Linked DNA regions of Gossypium arboreum: region 1 is linked to region 2. The links are chromatin contacts, called in public Hi-C maps. All regions are on one chromosome and are shown on one strand. Each heading gives the region's core, a stretch centred on a gene start, on an enhancer-like site or on the middle of the called end of the contact. The rest is flanking DNA. Distances are from core to core; before and after follow the strand shown. Region 1 holds the start of LOC108457786 (F-box protein SKIP23-like). Region 2 has its middle 12 kb from the start of LOC108457676.

Region 1 (6,633 bases), core at 2,159-4,658, 41 kb after region 2:
GATAGTGTGAGCGCGCCTTCGACTATTCCCGATCTCCTAGCCAGCTTGACAAAACTACAAATAATATAGAGGAGGAAGTAAGCATAATTGCTTAGTAAGTTCACATGTAAATAGCAAGTAACATAACCATGCAATAATACGAAACCTACATTTGCATAAAACCACCAAAGCATTCATATCATATTTCTCATTCATGATCCTACCATATTATTGTTATATTGAAGTCTCAACCCGAAGGTTAAGTACATATCTGTACAAATTTCTCATTCACCACACTTACTAACATGTCACCTTCGTTTTAGGTACTCACCTTATCCATTTAAGATTGAACACATCGGAATATGATTCGAATACACAGATTTCATGCACATAAGTGTCATACCCGTAGTTAGACAAACTCAATAGCCTGCAGAAATTATGTAGCCAAGCTACCATGTAACCCGCCCATAAGTGAACTCGGACTCAACTCAACGAGTTCGGATGCCTAGTTACATCTCACGAACTTGGACTCAACTCAACTAGCTCGAAACTCAAATATCTTAATGACATGTCACTTGTATTCTAATCTATTCCCAAGGTTCAAACGGGCTTTTTCCTCGATCACACATATTTTCCGTCTTCAACGGAATATCGAAACCAATACTCGGTAGCAATTCATATTTAACAAGTAGCACACATAATTTGCATATTACTCAATAATAACCACAAAGCATAATATTTCATCATATTAATCATCATATCATATAAATAACATTAAATTACTTAAAATGACAATTATGTTTCCTACATTTACACCTAAACTTACCTCGGTACAAAATAAAGAAATTTTGCAATTTAGTCCATAATCTTTTCCTTTCCCCGATTAAGGTCGATTCCACGTCTTTCTTGGTCTAAAATAACACATTTAGCTGATTTAATACTCAAATTTATCAAAATAGTCCTTAAATCTAAATTTTGCAAAGTTACAATTTTGCCCCTAAACTTTTGCATATTTACACTTTTGCCCCAAAGCTAAAAAATTATTTTTTTCCCAAAATTATTATGTTTTATGACATGCTGATCATTTTTCCCTTCTATGGAAACATCAAATTCTCACTCTAACATATAGTTATAAACATTAGGTATTTTTACCGATAATGTCATTTTACTCGTTTTCACGTAAAATCGTTTAGCAAAGTGGTTTAACACAATTTAAAGCTTCATATTATACTATAAAACATCAAAACAAACGCATTTCACCTATGGGTATTTTTCTAAATATAAACCTTAGGTTAAATTATTGCTAGAATAAGTTAAATCAAGTTACCGGGACTCCAAAAACGCAAAGAACATTAAAAACGGGGCTTGGAATCACTTACTATGGAGCTTGAAACAAACCCTAGCTATGAAGAACCCTTGAAATTTCATCCTAATGAAGAAGATGGACATATTTTGCCATCTTTTTCCTTTTTTTAGTCTTTTAATTACCAAATGACTAAAATACCCTTCATTAAAAACTTTGGTTATTTCTACTTATGTATGTCCACTTTTGTCCATGAAAACCTAATGGTTTAATTCCCATTTAAGTACCTCTACTTCAATTATGCTCTTCAATTAAATCCTTTAACATCTAAAACTCATATTTATCAACTTTTGCAATTAAGTCCTAATAGGCAAATTAGACATGCAATTCATGAAATTTTCTATCGATATTCTAACACATGTATCTAATCACTCAATAAATTATAAAAATTAATCGGAATAAATTTTTCTACTTCAGAATTGTGGTTTCGAAAGCACTATTCTGTTTAGGCCCTAATTCGGGATATCACAATTTCGATGTCCTAAAATTTATTAAATTAAAGTACACAGAATAAATCTAAAGTTTTCACAAAATATATAGTCTAATATCATGATTTAAAGATAGATTTAAGTAACTTAAAAAGAAAAGGAGAATAAATAGAGCATAAAATAATTGCTAACATGTGAGAGAAAGCCTAAATTTCATTAAATTATGATTAAGTTTTCGTTTTGATCACTTAATTAAAATAACTTACAATTTGGTTACTAAATTATTCAAAAGTTTTTATTGAAGTCACTGAGCTATTAAAATCGATGATATATGGCTTTTTATGTTTGCATTGCCTACACCAATCGAAAACTCTCTTTCCTCTTCTCTTCTACAGTTTAGTCTTTTTCATGAAACAACTTTTGGACATCATGAATATGAGAACCAAAATTCAAACAGTTTTTTTTCTCTGATCTCCGACGTTGGCTGTCAAATCGACTTAGATCTAAGATATGTTTTACTACTCGTCAATGGGTATTGATCCACCATATCGATCGTTAAATCATCGCTTGGAGCTCGCTAGCAGAACTTAAAAAAAAAAAAAACTTAACAGCCTATTGACTTAAATAAAAACTTTTAAATAACTCAGTGACTTAAATGAAAACTTTCAAATAGTTCAGTGACCGAATTGTAACTTTTTTTAGTTAAGTGACCAAAATGAAAAGTTAACCATAGTTTAGTGACTAATAGTTTAGCTTACCCTACTTTAATTTGGTCAATTTTAGTACATCTTTTTTGAAGTTTGAACTTCAGATCGAATTGCAAACTATAGTAGTTAAATTCATTATGTCAAATTCTGCTATTAGTTTTGTACTATACGTAAGTTTTGGATTTAGTCTCAATTCTCCAATTTGATCATTTTAATCATTATACCTTTCTTATTTTGAAATTCTAATCATGATTCATATGGTATTTGGTATAACATTAGACATGCGATAATATGTTTGTCGTATAGAATTTTGGAAATGTCGAAATTTAACAACTAAAATTTTAAAATTCAAAAAGTAAAAGGACTTAAAATGATCAAATTAGAGTAAAAAGGCTAAATTTACAAGTTACATATATTATAGGGACTAATAGGTGGAATTTGACCAAAATCATGTTTTTAACAAAAAGGACAACTTTCTGAATTTAAAAGGTTACAATGTGAAGTTAGATTCAGTCTTGTATTTGAAAATTTAACAAATTAAGTCCTCCTACTTTTATAATTTAAATTTCACAATCTAATCATTAACATTGTTAGTATTTTTTGTCAAAATTTGTCAACTTGGCATATTAGGCTACCCTAATATGATGTGGTATATGATTGACAAAAAAATAAACATATTAAATTGAAAACTTCTAACATAAATTACCAACAACGATAATAATTGGACTCATATTTTTTAAATTGGAAAAAAAAGTAGTAGGATTGAATTTTTAACTTTTAAAGTAGAGGGACTAAATCTCATATTCTGTAAAGTGCAAGGACTAATATCACATTTTAACCAATTAAAAACTAAATTTGGCCCAACCCAAAAGCCCATCTGATTACGACCCTTTCTACTTCTACCATGGTACATAAGGCTATTTCTACAGTGTTCCTGCTAATATTCCATCAGTTTCTCGGGAAAATCTACTATGGCAGATTGGACCCAACTCCCCAAGGAACTACTAGAACTTATCTCCAAACGCCTAGGAACCCACTATGACGTCATCCGTTTCCGTTCCGTTTGCTCCACCTGGCGCTCCGCCGTTACTGCCCCCAACCGCTGCCGCAACCGCTTCGCTCCCCGTTTCCCGCTTCTCCCTATTTCCTCCCAATTCTCCCTCTCAAAGCGCTCCGTATTCCTCCTCGGATCACCCACAACTAGAACCCAAACAAACGCTTGGAGCCCCTCCTCGTGGGTAATCAAAATCGAAGAAGATCCGATGAACGGCAGAGTCCAGCTTTTGAACCCTCTCTCAAGGTCTCGTTTCGATTCTCTCCCTGATAATTTCCCCAAACCTTTAAATTTGTTGGATTTTAGGGTTCTTGAATTGGGTGAAGAATATGTGCTTCATTATTTAACTCATCACAGTGTGGGCAACTTGTACATGGAAAAAGTTGTCCTGTCTTGTTTAGAAGATAATGTTAATGATTTCATTATACTTACAATTCATGTTTCTGGGAAATTAGCAATGTTTAAATCTAGTGTTAAGAAATGGGCTATAATTCAAGACATGCCATCTCCTTTTGACGATGTGATATTATATAAAGGGAATTTTTATGCTGTTGATAATACTGGTAGGACTGTGGTTGTGGGATTGGATTTCGAGACAAATTTGATTGCTATGCCTGTTTTTGGTGGTGATAAGAAGTTTTTGGTTGATTCAAAGGGTGAGTTATTGTTGGTTGATATGTATTTGAGTATTGAATCTGAGCCCGGTTCATCTTCTTCTTCGGCCGGTTTCGGGCTCGTCGAGGAGTATTTTGAAAACCTTGCTTTGTATATGAACGAGAGGACGGTTAAGTTTAAGGTTTTTAAGTTGGATGATGTTGGTAAGCAGTGGGTTGAAGCTAAGGATTTGGACAATCGCGTGTTATTTTTAGGTGATGGTTGCACCTTTTCTGCTTCAATAGAAGATTTATCCGTGTGTAGAGGGAATTGCATAATCTATGTGGATAATTTCTTCTATTCACTCGGGGAAGAAGATGGAGCGTCGGAGCATTGTGATATAGGTGTATTCGATTTGGAAAGCGGTTCTATAGGACCATTAACAAAGTTTCCTCAATTTTCCGAGCTATTCTGGCCACCACCTCATTGGATTTCATCCACAACAGCATCGGATGTAAGTATTTTTGTTTTGCAGTGTTGAACTTTGGGTCGAGTTTTTATTTATATATAGTTCTGTATACTGTTGCAATAGCCATGAAGATCTTTAAGCATCAGAATCCTTAAGTAGAATCACGTAAAAAACTGGTGAAACTCCCTGGAAAGCTTTTTGAGTCGTGTTTTTTATGTGAGATACCGGTTCTATGGTTGATAGTGGAGGAAAACATATGCTTAATGGTATAGGCATGCTAGCTTCAAACTATGTCTTGAAATGCTATGCATCTAATGTTATCTTACTGAAAATGCCAAAGAGAAGTCTAAATCGAATGCAGATCTCTTTCATATGTCTCCCAGTACATTCTAACGGTTTAGAATTGTTTATGTTGATTTGTAGTTCCGATTTGGACAATTCCGTTAAGCGCTCTGTCCATGAGCCTGCCATTTTATATTTACTTCTTGTAAGTAGTAGTCCTGCAATAAATTTGTGCTATTTACTGCAATTTTGTTGGTAAAAGTCATGGAGCCCCTGAACTAGGAGTTATATTGCATTTTACCCCTCGACTAAAAAATGGGCAAATTAATCATTGTACGTTAGATCGAAGAGCAAATTGGTCCTTTATGTTACAAATTTCATCAATTTGTACTGTTAAAAACTGACTTGATTGACGAAATAACTAGGCAGTAACTCGTGGCCATGCTAATGTATGGAGACCAGTTTTTAACAGAAAAAATGGATGGGATTTTAAGCAGAAAGACTAGTTTGTTCTTTGATCTAATGTATAGAGAGTAATTTGTTCATTTTTCGAGTAGAGGAGGCAAAATGCAATTGGACATTTTAGTATACGGGCCTCTATGGTACTTTTACCCTATTTTCGTTCAATTAAGTCATATTTGTAACAGCATCTTAAAAGCTGGTTTGGTGAATGCTATAGGCACAAATAAACGTCGGAGAATCAGCCTAGCCTATATGATCGGGTTGTATATGGCTGATTGTCTACCTATGGTTATCGGAGAATCAGCCTAGTGTAGTACGTGTCGTACTTCTGCTTCATCATTGGGCTGTATATGGCTGATTATCTACCTATTGTTGTTCTTTGTATATACTATCCAACTGAAGCAGCTATCATACTGATCTTTTGGGAATTCAATCATAAATTTATACTTTGCTCGGATTCTTTTTTTTTTTCTGGAAATACTCGTGTGTTCAATCTTGAAGTACCCATGTTGAAGTATATTTGGACATGTGTACAGGGGATATGATCATATGGACTCTTCCAAGGAAATCTTGGAAAAATTGAACATACTTTGGTTAATAATTTCAGTTGCCAATTCAGGCTTCCCTTTTTCAACTATTGTTGTGGCCATGATATGATAATCTTGGAGTTTAATATAATTGTCCATATTTTTATGGAAACAAGTATAAAGTTCGACATCCAAAGCATTTTCATTTGTTCTCAAGTACAGGATCCTTCGAATAGACTTAATTTTTTTATTGGAGTTTAATGATAATCTTGGAAAGTTTTTTTATTTATAATTAATGTTTTGATGATATTTTTAATTATTTTTATTTTTAATTAATGTTTTTTAAAATATTTTATCTATAAAATCAAATAATTATTAAAAATATCATCAAAACATTAATTAAAAAAACTTGAAACAATATGAGATAAAAAATACATTAATATGTTTATAAAAATAATGAAACCTCAAATTCAAGGATGTAATCATATAATCATAATTATCTAATCATTTAACGAAATGAGCTAATATGTTAAAAATATTAATTAAAATAAAAATTTGAAGCAACATAAAATAAAAAATACAAATATGAGTAATAAAAGAATCAAACTTGAGACTCAAGAATATAATTACAACTATATAACCATCTAACAAAAACATTAACATTATTTAACCAACTAGCCAAAGCTAAAAGCACATTTAATTCACTGAAAATGCATCCAGTTTTCCCATAATATCCACTAAAAATGCATCCAGTTTTTACAAAATCAG
Region 2 (7,720 bases), core at 2,762-5,261:
AAGCAGTCCCGTTACCATCACCAACATCGACTAGGCTTTCGACTCTATCGAAGACTTCGGGACATCCTTCGATTGTCGCTTGCACCGTCAGTCTAGCATCGCAATCCATGGCGTTGTTAAAGAGTTCGCTAAAGTCGGGGTTCACCGGCGTAGCTCCATATATCTTTCCCATTTGCTACTTCAAATGGTGAGATATTATTACCGGTTTCAAGGACTCGAGCACTGAGACAATGCCATGGTGCTAAGCAAGTAGGGCTGTACATGAGCAATATGAAAGCAGCCATGGATTTTCTCCACCTTTTATCAAACGACGAGACAATGGCGTCGATGAGAAGCCTACAGTGTATTGGTTGATGGGTTCCTGTTTGAATATTCGGTAGTGGACCATGATCCTCATAATGCGATGAAGACGCGATGGTTCGCATCGGAGGGCAGTGGCTAGCTCGGATAGTGGCATAGGGCTTCCATAGTTTTCAATAATGTCGGATATCCCAAGCTCAACAGCACATTTAACGACAGCTATTTTAACATATCCTAACACATAATTCCAAATCTCTACGTCAGCTCTAGCTTCTTCTTCCTTTATTGTCACTTCCACATCTCCCAACTTTTTTTTAAAAAATTTTTTATTTGAGAACTTTTGGTAACTGTATGCCCAAATCTTGACTATGAAGCTACGATTTATAGAAGTAAAAGTATTGGTTTGAACTAGGTCACAGTTCTTGAATTTGAAAATATCTTGTCAAATATGCTCCTACCCACAAAAAATTATTAGATTAATTTGGCAAAAAAATTACAGTGCAATTATTTAAGGTGTACCAAATAGTATATGTAAGTTAGATTTTGGTTAACTTTTACCATAATGTACTTCAATAGTAATTTATAGATTTAATCTTTATACTTCTTGAATTGATTAATTTCTGTCATATTTTAAAAATTGAGCTAGAAAAAATTGGACTAGTGGACCAAGAATTGACACGCTATAACTTTTAATTAATTTTTTTAAATTATAATAAAATGAATTATTAAAAAATAAGAAGAAAGTCTAATTGGATTAGAGACCTGAATTTGACCCATTCTCTTGTAAATTATGATAAAAATGTCACATCTCAAAATTAAGTTAATAGAAATTAGAATTTCTTATGGTTTCGTGGGATATTCTCACATTTTTCTTGCCTTTTACTTTGGCTGCCCACTACTTTTTTTTTTTGCTCATTAATGGTAGAAAACTACCAAAGAACAGAAAATAACATACAAAAACATCTTATTAACTCCACCTAGCCCCAATCAACCAAAAAGAACCACACATAAAACAGAGCCCATCAAAAACACCAAACAAAAATGAAATCCCCTCCAAAAATATCTCTCTCTGATCAAAAGACACAACAACCAAACAATGAGAGTCCACCCAAACAATGAAATACCATCTAGACTCATACAAAAGCACGCCCAGTTCTCAAACATTCTAAAAAAAAAAAAAAAAAAAACTAAACCAAACTCACCACCAAGCCTTAAACAAAACATGGCCTACTCATACCAGCAGTTGCTAGTGTTTCAGCCATTTCATTCTCGTTTATATTAGCTATAGAAAATGATATCTTTCCAACACAGGCAATCCTCCTTTCTAAGCCTGCAAATATAGCTCGTTTCGGCCATGGTCTCCTTGTTTTATCCAAAACCCAGTTAAAAACCCACCTCGAGCCCATTTCAACAATTAAAGAGCCTCCCTTCCAATCTAACTCAGAAAAAATGTCCAACGCTGTAATGACAACTCCTAATTCAGATGTGTCAGCATCACTATCATCACAAGGGCCCGAGAATATAGCTCTAACACTACCTACCGTGTCACTCATCACGCCTTCACAGCCCGAAGCGCCCACCATCTCCTCCAACGCCCTTTGAAATGATTTTTAAAAAATTCATACACTCTCTTGTTTAACTCTCTCGGATTATTGCACCAAGCATTCCCAATTTTCATTTTGTATATCGTTCTTCGCTTTGCTTTTATTTTAACAGCTCTGTGGAAAAACGTTGTGTTCGCATCTCCTTCTTTCAACCACATCATTCTAGATTTCTGACGCCATAACGATTCTTTGAATTTTAATGCGTTCCAAACATCCGAATTCAATCTCTTAAGCTCTTCCATATCACCCTCACTCAGTCTTCTTTGTTCACTAATTACATCTAATTTCTTAATCATTTCTTCACATTCTACAATGTTATCTTCCAACATATTACAATTGTTCCTATTCCATTTTCTCAAGACCCCTTTAAGCTTTCTCAAATTTCAAGCAACTTGAACATCCAAACATTCCATATTGATCCATTCCTTCTCAATCAAGTCTGCACATCCTTTTTTCTTTAACCACCCATTTATAAACTTAAAAGGCCTAGAACCCTAATCGAATTCTGTGTCTGCTAATAGGATTGGAATGTGATCAGAAAACTGATCTCTTTAAACCCAGCTGTTGAAGATCCTTGATCTTAATCAGCCAAAAATCTTCCAGCAAGAACCTATCGAGTCTGTTTTTTTTGTTGTCCTATCCATACCATGTAAATTTCTTTCCCAACAAAGGCAAATCAATGAGATTACATTTATAGATAAAATTAACAAACTCTCAAGACCCCATCTCTGAACCCAAACAGTTGCTCCTTTCACTTCTGCAACGAACCACATTAAAGTCACCTCCCACGATCCAAGGGCTTGCGAACTGATTTCTTAACTCCATTATCACCCCCCATAAGGTACTCTGTTCCGACACGATATTAGAAGCATAAACGTTAATTAAAAACCACATCTAAATCCTCTTTAACCCATTTACCTTCAATGGCTATCACTCTGTCATCACTTCAGTCTTTAAAAAGAAATGAATTCGTTTTTATCCCACATTGTCAACAGACCACCTGACCTACCTACAGCTGCAACAAATCTAAACTCACAATTATCATCCCCCCATAATTTCCTCACATCATCCTTAATAATCACCTCTAGTTTTGTTTCCTGTATAAAACAAACGAACGCTCTAGACAGGCGACATAATATTTTTACAGCTTCCCTTTTCACCTCCGACCCCAACCCTCTAATATTCCACAATAAGATTCTCATACCCTCAACTAAATTTACTACACAACCAGAGCAAAGATAGACTTCCAAAGACAAGAATAACTTACCGACATACCTGCCTCTAGCCCATTCGAATCCCTCGATTTCCTCCCTCTACTGCCCCTCCAATCTTATAATTTCATCAATTACTTCTTCCTCATCTCCCCTCACACTAAGCCCCAGCATCTTCCCTACTTCTCAAGTTTTCTTTGCCTCCCTTAGAATTACCCTTCTACGATTGCTTATATCTGAATCGAACAACGATAAATTTACCGTTGATTCTTCACACCTTGTTATCTCGTTGCCTTTAGTGATCTTTTCCTTTCTATCCCTCTTCTGTTTTTCCTTTGTCGACAAAACACCGTTTTGTATTTCACGCATCGATCGAATTCTTTTATTCAGAGACTTTTTCTTTCTTCTGTTTTAACTATTTTGAAAGAATTCCTCTTCGATATTAAACCTAGCTTCCAATTCTTCCCTGCTCCTACTCCCCGAACCATAGCCTCCTACAATAAATTCCATTGGGCTATTACCACTCCTGAGAAGCTGCCCATTTTCACCTATAGAGCCCTGAACTAGGTCCACACTTTTATGATGCCCACTATCTACGTTCATGACCATATGGGTAAAAAGGCCCATATTTAACCCATCCTCCTTGGCCTTATCCACTACTGATCTGTTATCCACACCCTCAACAGAAACGTTTTCTTTATTCCCAAAAAACTTTTCCTCTGACATAATTCCTTCTGCGGAAAGCCCCGTGCCATCTTTTTCAATTACACCTTCTTCAAGGCTGATTGTATTTAAAGCACCTCCCTTGTCGTTTCGCATTTCCTCCTGGAGATTTTCCGATTCTGATCTAAACCCTGACTCAACTTCCGGAGATTCTCCTCCCTTCTCCTCCGACTGATCCTGAACATTCAAGGACTTCTCCCCTTCCCATTCTGATAGCCCTCTTTCTTTAATCCTAATCGGAAACTTGCAGTTGCCAACTTCCAAAATTATTAATTCATCGATCAAGTGTGGTTTATTTATAGAGATCAACATCTCCATCTTTTCAAAGTTATTTGTCCTATTCCAACTTTCCCCCATAGATATCAACTTACCCCATAACTCTGCCACTGTTTTAAAGGTTTCATAATTCCAGCAGTGTAATGGAATACCTGCCACCTCGATCCATGTTACCCTCTCTGAAACGTATCTCTTCTCCAACCATGGTTCTATTGTTATAAAATACTCCTTCAAATATGCCCAATCATTTTGTTTCAAAACTTTCATATACTCTTCATCGGGGACTTCTATCAGGAAAAATCTTCCTTGAATTCTCTTAACTGAAATCTCCCCAAGACCGAACCTAGCCAATCTATCAGCCATACTTCTTAAATTGTAAACTGTCGCTGATTCCCCCACCACACACCTTTGGAGTTTCCGTTCCAAAGCAGTTCTTCTTCCACAAAACCTTGTACAAATTTTGCTTGGTTCATCTCTAGTTCCAAAAACTTCTTGTTTTTAAGACGATTATCATTTGAACTCCCAGAAGTATCTCCCTTCTCGCTAACATATTCACTTTCCTTGGCCTCAGTAAACCTTTTTCTCCATATCGTCCTTCTACCTCTGTAACTCGCCATTTTCACTCCAATTCTATACCCTAGTAATACAAAACCATTGAGCCTGTCAATCGCCCTCAGAGCATCTGTTTCACTATAAAACCTTACAAATCCGAACCTTGTTCCAACTTTACTTTTCTTAACCGGGATAAAAGCATCTTTCACCTCGCCATGAAAACTGAATAACGCCCATAGCCCTTTCCAATGCATGGTTACCGGAATATTGTTCACGAACACCGGAAAAAAAAATTTCGAATCTAAAAAACTTATTTTTAAATTGTGTAAAAGTTGGCTGCCCACTACTTTGTTTATGTGATAGTGAGTGTACGTGTGTGATAATGGGATATTCTCACATGTCCCTATCCTATTCGTTTATATGGTGCCCTTGAATCTAATCTCTCTACACAAAATTAGATACAGGATTTTTCTTTTTAGGACATTGTTACCCAAAATCAGACGCAGCTCATCACCTCATATTATCTAAAATTGTGTGGTATATATGTTTGAAGGGTGAACTCAAAAAGATATTTTAAGAAAATAATAATAATAATTTTTGAAAAATTAAAATACAATTATAACTGTAGCGACGTAAAAATTTTGCTTTCAATCGCTAATTGAGGCAATTATTTGAAAATTTGAAAATCAACTTTCGATTTTATTAAAAAAAGGGAGTCGCCACCGATCTTTTTTCTAGGTGTGATCGGACACCTAATAAATCATCTTATTTTTTTGAAAAGAAAATTTATTCTCGAACAAAAATGAAGGTCAAATTTGGGTCTAAGTGAATATCAGAGTAAAGTAGGGTTCGGGAGTCGGTTACGTGCGAGAAAGGTATTAGCACCCTTGCGACGCCCAAAATTGGTATCTTGTAAAACATGTGTTGTCTTAATTTTAGAAATACGAGTTCAATATAACATTTAATCATGATCCGATTAAAACACGAGAAATTTCAAGTTTTTCGGTTTCTTTTGAGAAGGATGTCCCCGTTTTTTACACGAGCCAACATGATTCACCCAACATAGCGATGAAATCACGGACTTAATGTTGAAATCTGTACATTACCTTATTTTTTGAAATTAATTAAAACATGAGAAAAAATATTTCTAAGGTAAAAATTTACAAGAAATAAACGACGCAAACAATGATATCATTAATGAAAAATATTAACATGGAATAGTAGAATATTAGAATAACAATAACAATGATATTTACAAAAAATAAAAATAAAAATAATAAAGAAAAATAAAACAAATCATGTACAAATAATAAAAAATGATATATTTGGTAATAATACTATAAAATAATAATATGTACATAAAAAGATATATATATATATAAGTTAATAATGATAATAATAAAAAAGAATATATAAAAACAAATATAAGTTAATACTATTAAAAATAATATAATAGTTAATAATAGTATGAAGGGTAAACATATATAGTAAACACAATATTAAAATAATACTATAGATATGAAAATATATATATAATAAAAACACACAATAATACTAATAATGATAATGATAGTAATAATAATACTAATATAATAAATGTAATAATGGTAAAAATAATATAACAAGGATAGTATGAATAATATATACAAACAAAAATAATAATAAATAATAATATAATAATAATAATAATAATAATAACAATAATAGTAAAAATATAAAGAAAGTATGACAAAATTGTAAGGTAAGGAAAATAAAGTAATAAATAATAATATATTAAAAATAATAAATATAATAGTAAATATAATAATGTTAAAAATAATACCACATATAAAGAGTATATATATATATGATAAAATATACACTAATATTTATAATAATAGTAAATATAATAATAATAATAATATTAAGAATAGTATAAATAATATGTACATAATAATAAGTAACAATAATATAATAATAATAATAGCAAAATTAATATTACAAATACTATTTGAGAACAAAAACGACAAAAAAGGGGACAAAGTTAAGACCAAAACAGAATTCTTGGGGTGAAATTAGAAATAAAATAGGACACAGGGCCAAATTACAACGCGCGCATGACTTAGAGGGACCAAAAGTGCAATAAACTCCTTTAGATAAAACGCACAGCAGCGTGGGGGACTCAATTGAAAAGTGTAACAAATTTCAAGGTCGAGTTAAAAATCAAAATAAACTTGATTGAAGAATAATAAAAATGCGGAAGGGCCAAAAGCGCAATTAGCCCTTCCGCTATAAAAACACGCGAATCCTAGCGGGTAGGGTTGGGTCGACCCGATCCAGGGCAAAATGACGTCATTTTATGCCCTGGATCCCAAGGTCAAAACGGTGCTGTTTAGTTATGTTATAAAAGTAAAAAATTTTCTAAAAATTTCATTTCTTCTTATTTCAGAAAAAAAAAGGGGGGGCTCTCTCTCTTTTCTCTCGGCCCAGGATCTCCGGTCGCCGGGCCGATCGCCGTCCGCCGCTCGATCATCAGGTGTTGCCACTGCATACCGTGCGGTGGCGTAAATCGTCAAAGGTATATATATATTTTTTTTTATATTTTAAATATGTGTGCATATATGAGAATAAACTTAAAATTAAGAAAGAAGAAAAGAAATAAAAATCACCTTGAACTTCTCGTTTTTTGACTATTGATGTTTTAGTTTGATTTGTTCTTCTATATTGATGTTGCAAAGGTCTATACCTTTTTTATTTTAATGTCTATACTTATTTCAATAGAAAGAAAAAGAAAAATAAAATCCCTCCTAATCCGTTTGTTCATTCGGCTTTTTACAGCCTATTTTTTTACATGCTTTATTATTATTTTTTTGCTATCTCTTGCTTCTGCCTTGCTTTTTTTTGCAGGGTGTGGCCGGTGCTACAGAGCTGGTGGCGCAGAGGGCAGTTGGCCGACAGTCAGGGGGTGGTTGCGGCGCCAACAAGCTAGGGGCTAGGGTTTTTTTTTATTTGTTTTTTTATTTGGGCTGTTTGGGGTTAGTTTGGGCTTAGGTTAATATTGGATTTGGGGTTTTG

Evidence for each region. Hi-C and Micro-C count contacts between places; a contact is called where the count stands out from the background.
Region 1: a Hi-C map of leaf shows a contact between it and region 2, with 2.5 times the contacts expected there. The contact joins the promoter of LOC108457786 here to the enhancer-like site in region 2. A contact is called at or near these places in 2 of 5 Hi-C or Micro-C datasets (both in leaf).

What each region holds. Positions count from the first base shown.
Region 1 is chr4:119,444,024-119,450,656 of ASM2569848v2, forward strand. LOC108457786 (F-box protein SKIP23-like) reads left to right here and starts at 3,409. Exons shown (of 2, transcript XM_053026585.1): 1 at 3,409-4,639; 2 at 5,875-5,972. The coding sequence starts at 3,449. The coding sequence ends at 5,883.
Region 2 is chr4:119,402,625-119,410,344 of ASM2569848v2, forward strand. It overlaps the pseudogene LOC108458959. Among protein-coding and RNA genes, the nearest start is that of LOC108457676, 12 kb to the right of the region's middle. Within about 2 kb of position 4,012, at least 2 of the 2 cell types and tissues checked have an H3K27ac peak or open chromatin away from gene starts, as enhancers often do. A contact at or near this core is called in leaf, where this site is marked.